Linked DNA regions of Ovis aries: region 2 is linked to region 1. A link is a contact called in public Hi-C data. All regions are on one chromosome and are shown on one strand. Each heading gives the region's core, a stretch centred on a gene start, on an enhancer-like site or on the middle of the called end of the contact. The rest is flanking DNA. Distances are from core to core; before and after follow the strand shown. Region 1 holds the start of ADGRE5 (adhesion G protein-coupled receptor E5). Region 2 has its middle 64 kb from the start of ADGRE5.

The links. A called contact is a pair of places that touch in the nucleus more often than the background predicts.
Region 2: a Hi-C map of blood shows a contact between it and region 1, with 3 times the contacts expected there. The contact joins the enhancer-like site here to the promoter of ADGRE5 in region 1. A contact is called at or near these places in 4 of 16 Hi-C or Micro-C datasets (all in blood).

Annotation. Positions count from the first base shown.
Region 1 is chr5:9,689,305-9,693,108 of ARS-UI_Ramb_v3.0, reverse strand. It overlaps ADGRE5 (adhesion G protein-coupled receptor E5), which reads left to right and starts at 1,971. Exons shown (of 19, transcript XM_060416267.1): 1 at 1,971-2,081. The coding sequence starts at 2,042. LOC132659867 (a long non-coding RNA gene) reads right to left here and starts at 1,884. Exons shown (of 2, transcript XR_009600810.1): 1 at 1,809-1,884; 2 at 1-1,544.
Region 2 is chr5:9,753,368-9,756,821 of ARS-UI_Ramb_v3.0, reverse strand. No RefSeq gene overlaps it. Among named protein-coding and RNA genes, the nearest start is that of ADGRE5, 64 kb to the right of the region's middle. Within about 2 kb of position 2,046, at least 7 of the 54 cell types and tissues checked have an H3K27ac peak or open chromatin away from gene starts, as enhancers often do.

The DNA of each region.
Region 1 (3,804 bases), core at 722-3,221:
TCTCATATCACTGGTTCCTTCCTCAGCCTGCTCTGTGAAGCCAGTAGACAGGCATTATAGTCCCATTCTCCAGAAAGGAAAATTAAGTCCCAAGCTGGTTACATCTGCTCCAAGGGCCCAAGACACATCCTTGGGTGGGGGCGGGGGCAGTGGCTCCCTAGGCTGGAAACCTCACCCCCACCCACCCCCAGCTTTTGTAAGCACCAGCTGTCAGACCTGTGGGGGAGGGGAGGATGTCCAGCCCTGGCGTTTCCAGTTTTAAGGGAAAAAAGCCAAAAATCCACTTTGGGCCTGGTCTGGCTCCCTCCCTTCCCAGTCTCCTCCCATATCCACTCCCCTCCCCCTGAGGAAACTGAGGCCCAGAGAGGCCCCAGTTTCCCTGATGGGGCCCCCTTCCCATGCCCTGTACAGATCAAAAGGACAGCAAGGGCAGGAATGGGTTAATTTTACAACTGGGGGTGCTCCACCACCCCTGGGATAATGTGCGTCTGTCTTTGGCCGAGGGTGACCTTTTTTTTCCATGACCACAATCCTCCCCTTTTTTAGACTATTATGCCCTTAATGTTTTATTTAATTGTCTATGCTATTACATTCTTGAATCCATTCCTTTAAAAGAATCTTTATTTTGATGTCCTAATTAAAAAACCCTTCTCATTGCCTCAGATAGTCTGTAAGCTTAACAAATACATAATAACACAAGGAACATAAAGCTATGGATTCTAGCTGGAAAAACTTCAGGGCTACCAGGGTGTTAAAGACACATTAGCACCCAACTGAGACTTGCTGCTGGAGCTTGGGCTCCTTGCAGACACTTGGGGACCCTGCTGCCTGCCTGTGGATCTCCCTTTAGCTACTTGTGAACTGTGCCTCAACTTTCCCCTTCTGCAAAATGGGAATCATAGCAACATCTGCCTCAAAGGTATTTTGAGGAGTCAGTGAATTAAAATAGATAGATAACTCTAGTTGAATCTACTAAAGGGCTTCCATGATGGCTCAGATAGTAAAGAACCTTCCTGCAATGCAGGAGACCTGGGTTCAATCCCTGGGTCAGGAAGATCCCCTGGAGAAGGGAATGGGCACTCCAGTATTCTTGCCTGGAGAATTCCAGGGACAGAGGAGCCTGGCGGGCTGTAGCTACACAACTGAGCGACTACACTTTCACTTTCTCTAGGTGAATCTGGCCTTGCTCAGATTAAGTGCTTTACAAATAATAGTGTGGTTTTTTGTTTCTTTTAAATGATGAGATTGTTTCAGAGACAAGTCAGTCACATGACTAATTAGAAAAGGAAACAACTCTCCTATGATGTGATTTCTCTGTTGATTAACGCAGTGTCCATGAATCCCTGAAATGTTTCCCACCAGGTGAAACGCTGGCCCAGAAAAGGCCAGCTCCTGAACCTCGGACCTCCAAGGCCCTGGGGCCCCGCAGTTCCGCTTTCTTGGCGCCAGCCAGCCTGGCTTCCACGAAGGGCCCCTTTAAAATGCCCCACCCCCCGCACAGCTCTCTTGCGGACTCTGGCCTCTCTGGGCCTCAGTTTCCTCATCTGGAAAACAAAGGAGGAAGTTCCTGTTAGCGCAGAAACTGGCGCTGGAGATTCAGCAAGACAAGGCAGCCAATACAGGGTGGTCCCCGCTACGTGGGAGCCCCGAGTCATTTCTGAGCGCGGCCCCTCCCCAGCCTACACGCCTGCGGCCAGACAGGGCAAGCAGGTCCTGGCAAGACTCCTCCCCGTCCTCTAGCCCCTGGGATCCGCCAGCCGTTTTACACAGGGGCCAGAAAGTGCAGACACCCAAAGGGCAGGTTGTACCTTAATGTGTGTGTGCGCGCGCGTGCGGCGCCCCTGGGTCTGTGTTTTCGCTCCACTTTCCTGTTGGCTTCCAGCTGCCCCGCCAGTTCCGGGGAGGGCCCTGGGCTCGCGGCGGCTCCCCCGCCCCCCTTTATAAAGGCCAGGCGGGCCTTGGGAAAGCTTGCACAGCTGCCCAGCTCGGCGACAGAAACAGCCCTGCCCCATCTTCTGCTTCCCCTGCGGCAGCTCGGACCATGGGAGGCCCCCACGGTGGCCCCTTTCTTCTCTTCCACGGTGAGCGCTCTGGGGCCCTGAGGGGTGAGGGCAAGCGGCCAGGGAGCCCCCGCACCCTCTTTTCCCTGGAGAAATGCGAGGTGCAGCTGGCAGTTCTGGGGCCAGCCTGGAAGGGGGCGTGGGGGCGGGTGCTGAGGGGGCCTGGGGCCAGGGGCCAGGCACCCCCACACCGTGGCAGGATCCTCCGGCATTTTCTAGAGCCTGTCCCTGTCTCCCAGAGAAATCCCTGAGCCCTCTGAACTGCTCCCAAAGTGGGAGACAGGTTTGGGAAAGGAGGAGGGGCAAAAAGGGAGTGCTGAGACCCTCTCTGTCTCTCTCTCTCTCACACACACACAGGTGGCGGCTCTTAACACGGGTTGTAGGGAGATGCTGGGGGGCTAGAGGACTGGGGGGCGGGACCTCTTCACTGCCAGGTGAGGGTACCCCCAACATGTCCCACACTGTCTCAGTGGCAAAATCAGCCCCAGAGACCCTCATTCTTGCTCCCCAGGATCCAGCTGGGATTCAGCTGCAGGTGGGTGGAAAAGATTTTACCGGCGCTGGTGGCAGGTTTGAACTTTTGCTGTGACTTCCCCAGGGCCTCCCTTCCCGCCCCACCCAGGGTGGCTCTAACGGTTATCTGGGCAGCTGGTTGCCTAAGCAACCAAACAACAAAGAGAATGAAGAAATGGCGCTTGGGGTACCAACCAGGGCTTCCCAGGTCGCCCTGGGACGGGATTCCCTGTGCTGGCCCAGGTTGGCAGGCATAAGCTCAGTGGCTCCCAGGCAGGGAAGCTAGAAAGAGGAGTCTGTGTGGGTCACACCTGATGGAGGGGGGGAGCGGTGTGTCTCTGGAGCTGAATCTCACTGCCTCTGAGCCTCACTTTGCACATCTGTAAAATGGAGTAAGACCGATCTTCACCTTATTGGGCTGTGTTAAGTGAGTTCCAAAGCAAACTATTCCTGGTTCACAGGAAGAATTAAGTAAACAATATTTTTATTGGCTCAGCGGTAAAGAATCCACCTGCGATGCAGGAGACATGGGTTGGATCCCTGGGTCAGGAAGATTCCCTGCAGAAGGGCATGGCAACCTACTCCAGTACTCTTGCCTGGAGAATCCCATGGACAGAGGAGCCCGGTGGGCTACAGTCCATAAGGGTTGAAAAGAGTCAGACACAGCTGAAGCAACTGAGCATACGCACGCTATTATTTCACTGGCGGGTCTTGGGGGAGACTGGAGGGTCTGAGGAGGAGGAGAAAAAGAGGATGCCCGCCTTGCCCCCACCCCAGGAATCTAACCCCTCAGGGCTCGCCAGAGGGAATGCGAACCAGATGGGACTGGGCGCAGATGACCAGCAGCTCCTCTCCCAGCTCCTGTTTGGGTGACTTCCAAGGACCCAGATGGAGAAATCATGGCCTGGGAGCCTCTGTGGTGGGGGAGCAGAGCCCAACCCCGCCCTGGCGGAAGGCACGGGGCTCAGAAGAGCTGTCCCACCCCCACGCTGGGAAATGGGATCTGGGAAGCCGGACCCCATTCCACCTTTTTCAGTGTTGTCACTGTTTGTTTTTTATTTGTTTTTGGCTCTGCTGGGTCCTCACTGCCTCGAGGACTTTTCTCTAGTCGCTGTCAGCGAGGCTACCGTCTCTTCGCGGTGCATGGGCTTCTCGTTGCAGTGGCCGCTCTTAGAGGCACACGGGCTCAGTAATGGTGCCTCCCGGGCTCCAGGGCACAAGCTCAGTCGTT
Region 2 (3,454 bases), core at 797-3,296, 64 kb before region 1:
GGCCTGAGGATAGAGTGTCCGGCATGGTGGCCGTAGTCAGTGATCACATACTGTATATCTGCAAGTTGCTGAGAGCAGATTCTGAAAGTTTCCCCTCACACATAAACACAAAATTGTAGCTTGTGTGGTAATGGATGTCAACTAAGTTATTGTGGTGATCATTTTGTAGAATACACATACATCAAATCATTAAGTTGTACGTATCAGTCAGTTCAGTCATGTCCGACCCTTTTCGATCCTACGGACTGCAGCACACCAGGCCTCCCTGTCCATCACCAACTCCAGGAGCTTGCTCAAACTCATGTCCATCGACTCTGTGATGCCACTCAACCATCTCAACCTCTGTCCTCCCCTTCTCCTCCTGCCTTCAGTCTTTCCAGCATCAGCGTCTTTTCCAATGAGTTGGTTTTTCAAAACAGGAGGCCAAAGTATTGGAGTTTCAGCTTCAACATCAGTTCTTCCAATAAATATTCAGGACTGGTTTCCTCAGAATGGACTGGTTGGATCTCCTTGCAGTCCAAGGGACTCTCAAGAGTCTTCTCCAACACCACAGTTCAAAAGCATCAATTCTTCAGCACTCAGCTTTCTTTATGGTCCAACTCTCACATACATACATGACTACTGGAAAAAAGTCATATGTATACCTGAAGCTATTATAATGTTATATGTCAATTATATATTAATTCAAAATTTTTAAAACAAATAAGTAAATAAAATATACCCATAAATTCTCTGATACTCTTCCTTTCAAAAACTGGAGCCTCTGGGAATTCCCTGTTGGGCCAGTGGTTAGGACTTGGCATTTTCACTGCCATGGGTCTGGGCTCAACTGCTGGGAGCAGAACTAAGATCCCTCGAGCCACAGGGAGAAGCCACAGGGAGAAGCCAAAATGACAAAAAACAAACAGGACTTCCTTGGTGGTCCAGTGGTTAAGAATCTGCGTGCCAATGCAGGGGACATGGGTTCAATCCCTGGTCCAGGAAGATCCCACATGCCAACAGGCAACTAAGCCTGTGTGCCACAACTGCTGAAGCCTGTGAGCTTAGAGCCTGTGCTCCGAAACAAGAGAACCCATGGCAGTGAGAAGCCCACTCCCCTCAATGAAGAACAGCCACAGCAACTAAAGAGAGCCTGAGCACAGCAACGAAGACTCGGCGCAGTCAGAAATCAACTCACTAATCAAACAAGCAAACACATGAAGCCTCATCCAAGCCCTCCAGTCCCGTCTTGAGTCCTGGCTGGAGCGAGTGACCCTCTTCTAATGAACAGAGTGGCACCAGGGGCACACGTGACAGTTTTAGCCTCTCTCTCGGATTGCTAGGGAAAGCCGCTGGCCATGCTGTGCTCACACTCAAGCAGCCCTTTGGAGATGCCCGCATGGTGAGGAACCGAGGCCTCCTACCAACAGCCATGTGGGTGTGCCATCTTGGAAAAGGACCCTCCAACTTCACTCCAGCCTTCAGATGACTAGCCCCCACCACGTCCTGACAGCAACCTCATGAGAACCCTGAGCTAAGTCACTCTCACGTCCCTAGTCCTCAGAGACTGTGAGACAATAACTGTTTGTTTTAAGCTGCTATGTTTGGGGGCAATTCATCCCGGTAGTAATAGACAATGATGTGTGGATTTGATGGAGGGACACATACGTACCGTCCAGCCCAAAGCACCTACCTAGAAGCAGATCCTGAATGGGGACTCAGACACCTGTAATTCTGTGGGGGAAGGACTCTCTCTCTCTCGAGAGAGAGAGAGAGGGCGAGAGAGGCAGGAAGGATGTGGTCCAGCTCCATGGCGTGGAGGAACAGCCTGGTGTGAACTGCACCGTGTAGCTGGTTCACCCTGAGGCGAGGGTGCTGGCCCTTAGCACCCCTCAGTCAGACAGCCAGTGGTGCTGGTGTGGGTTGCACCGCATCTCTAGAGAAGGGGGCTTTCACAAGCACAAGACAGTCCCCAGAAAAGGGGCAGGTGACAGCCATTCACAGCCAGCACCAAAGCAGGAAGGAGAGGGGTGTGCTGACCCAGAAAAGGGAATCTAGTTTGGGTGGGGACACCAGCAGTCTCCGGAAGTGGCTGTCAGCCATTTATAGCCGGCAGAGGGAGTGAGCAGCTTAGCCCCATCATTTAGCTCATTTTTGTTTATCAAATACTTATCTCTCATCTTTCAGCATGCCAGGCACCAATCTAAGATCTGTACACATTTAAATCTTCACAGTGACTTACAAAACAAGCGCTGTTTTCACCACCACTCAAGACCGCAGTCTCAGGGACCCTCCCCTCACCACCTGGGGCCCACTGAGCCCCCCACCCCCGCCCCTGCCAGTCACCCCCATCCATCTTGCGGCCCAGAGCCCCCAGCTCTCACCGCCCACCTCCGCCTGGCAAATCCTCCTTCCCGCTCTTAATTGATTCTTAATCTGCAGCCTTGGGGCAGCGCTGCTGAGAAGGCAGGTGGAAATCATTTCCTTCAGCGCCAGCCGGCGCTAAGGGCATCTGACGGGGAGCCCCCACCCCCCGTTTCTCGCAGTCCTGGGCCCACAGCCCCTGCCAAGCCAGGTCCTGCTTATTCTCTGTTCACCCACTTACTCTCTTGACCCAGGGGCTTTGGGGGAGGATGTGGCAAGAAGAATCCCGTCCCCCTACTCAGCTTTTCCCCTCCCCCTATCCCCACACCAAGCAAGGGCCAGAGTTTTCTGGGGGTATTGTGTTTGGGCACCATCCAAGACCCTCCTGTCCCCCTAGCCCAGAGGGGCTCACAGGGGTCAAATTCTGCCCCTCTGGGGACAACCTGGGCATGTCTGGAGCCCTATTTGCTTGTCACAACTCAAGGAGGAGGGTGTTGCTATCCACAGATAGTGGGTGGAGGCCAAGATGCTGCTAAACACGTTCCAGGGCAACGGATCCCAGCAAACGATCTGGTCCCAAATGTCAGCAGTTCCCAGAGTGAGACTCTACTTCCAGACTCGGGGCACAGCCTTCCTACTGGGGTACAGCCGGATGGAGGGCCAACACTACATCAGCCCCCCTGATGCTGCTAATGTGTAGCCAAGAACCACGTGGGGAGGGTTGGTTTTCAGGCCTCTCTCCCTCTTTCCTCTATAGGGCTCTCAAGTCTGCTAGCAAAGGGCCAGGAAGAATCCGTGTGGGGAAACAGCCCCACACAGACCCTGGCCCAGGGTCTCCTTCCACCTCCCTGGTCCCCAGACCTCCCTGGGTACAGGGGCCTGGCCTCCTGATTCTCCTGAGGTGCATGGAGTTGGCGGACGGGGGAGATAAGCCCTAAGTGTGAAGTGGGCGTGCTGAAATTATAAGACGGGAATAGAGGCTGAGAGGGCAGAGGAACTAAGCCCCGAGGAGAAAGGGATGGATGCGACGAGAGAGGGGCGGGAATGGGGCGAGCCCTGTGGGTCTGTCCAGGGAGGCCCAGGCCCAGTGTCCATGCGCGTCCAGGGCAAG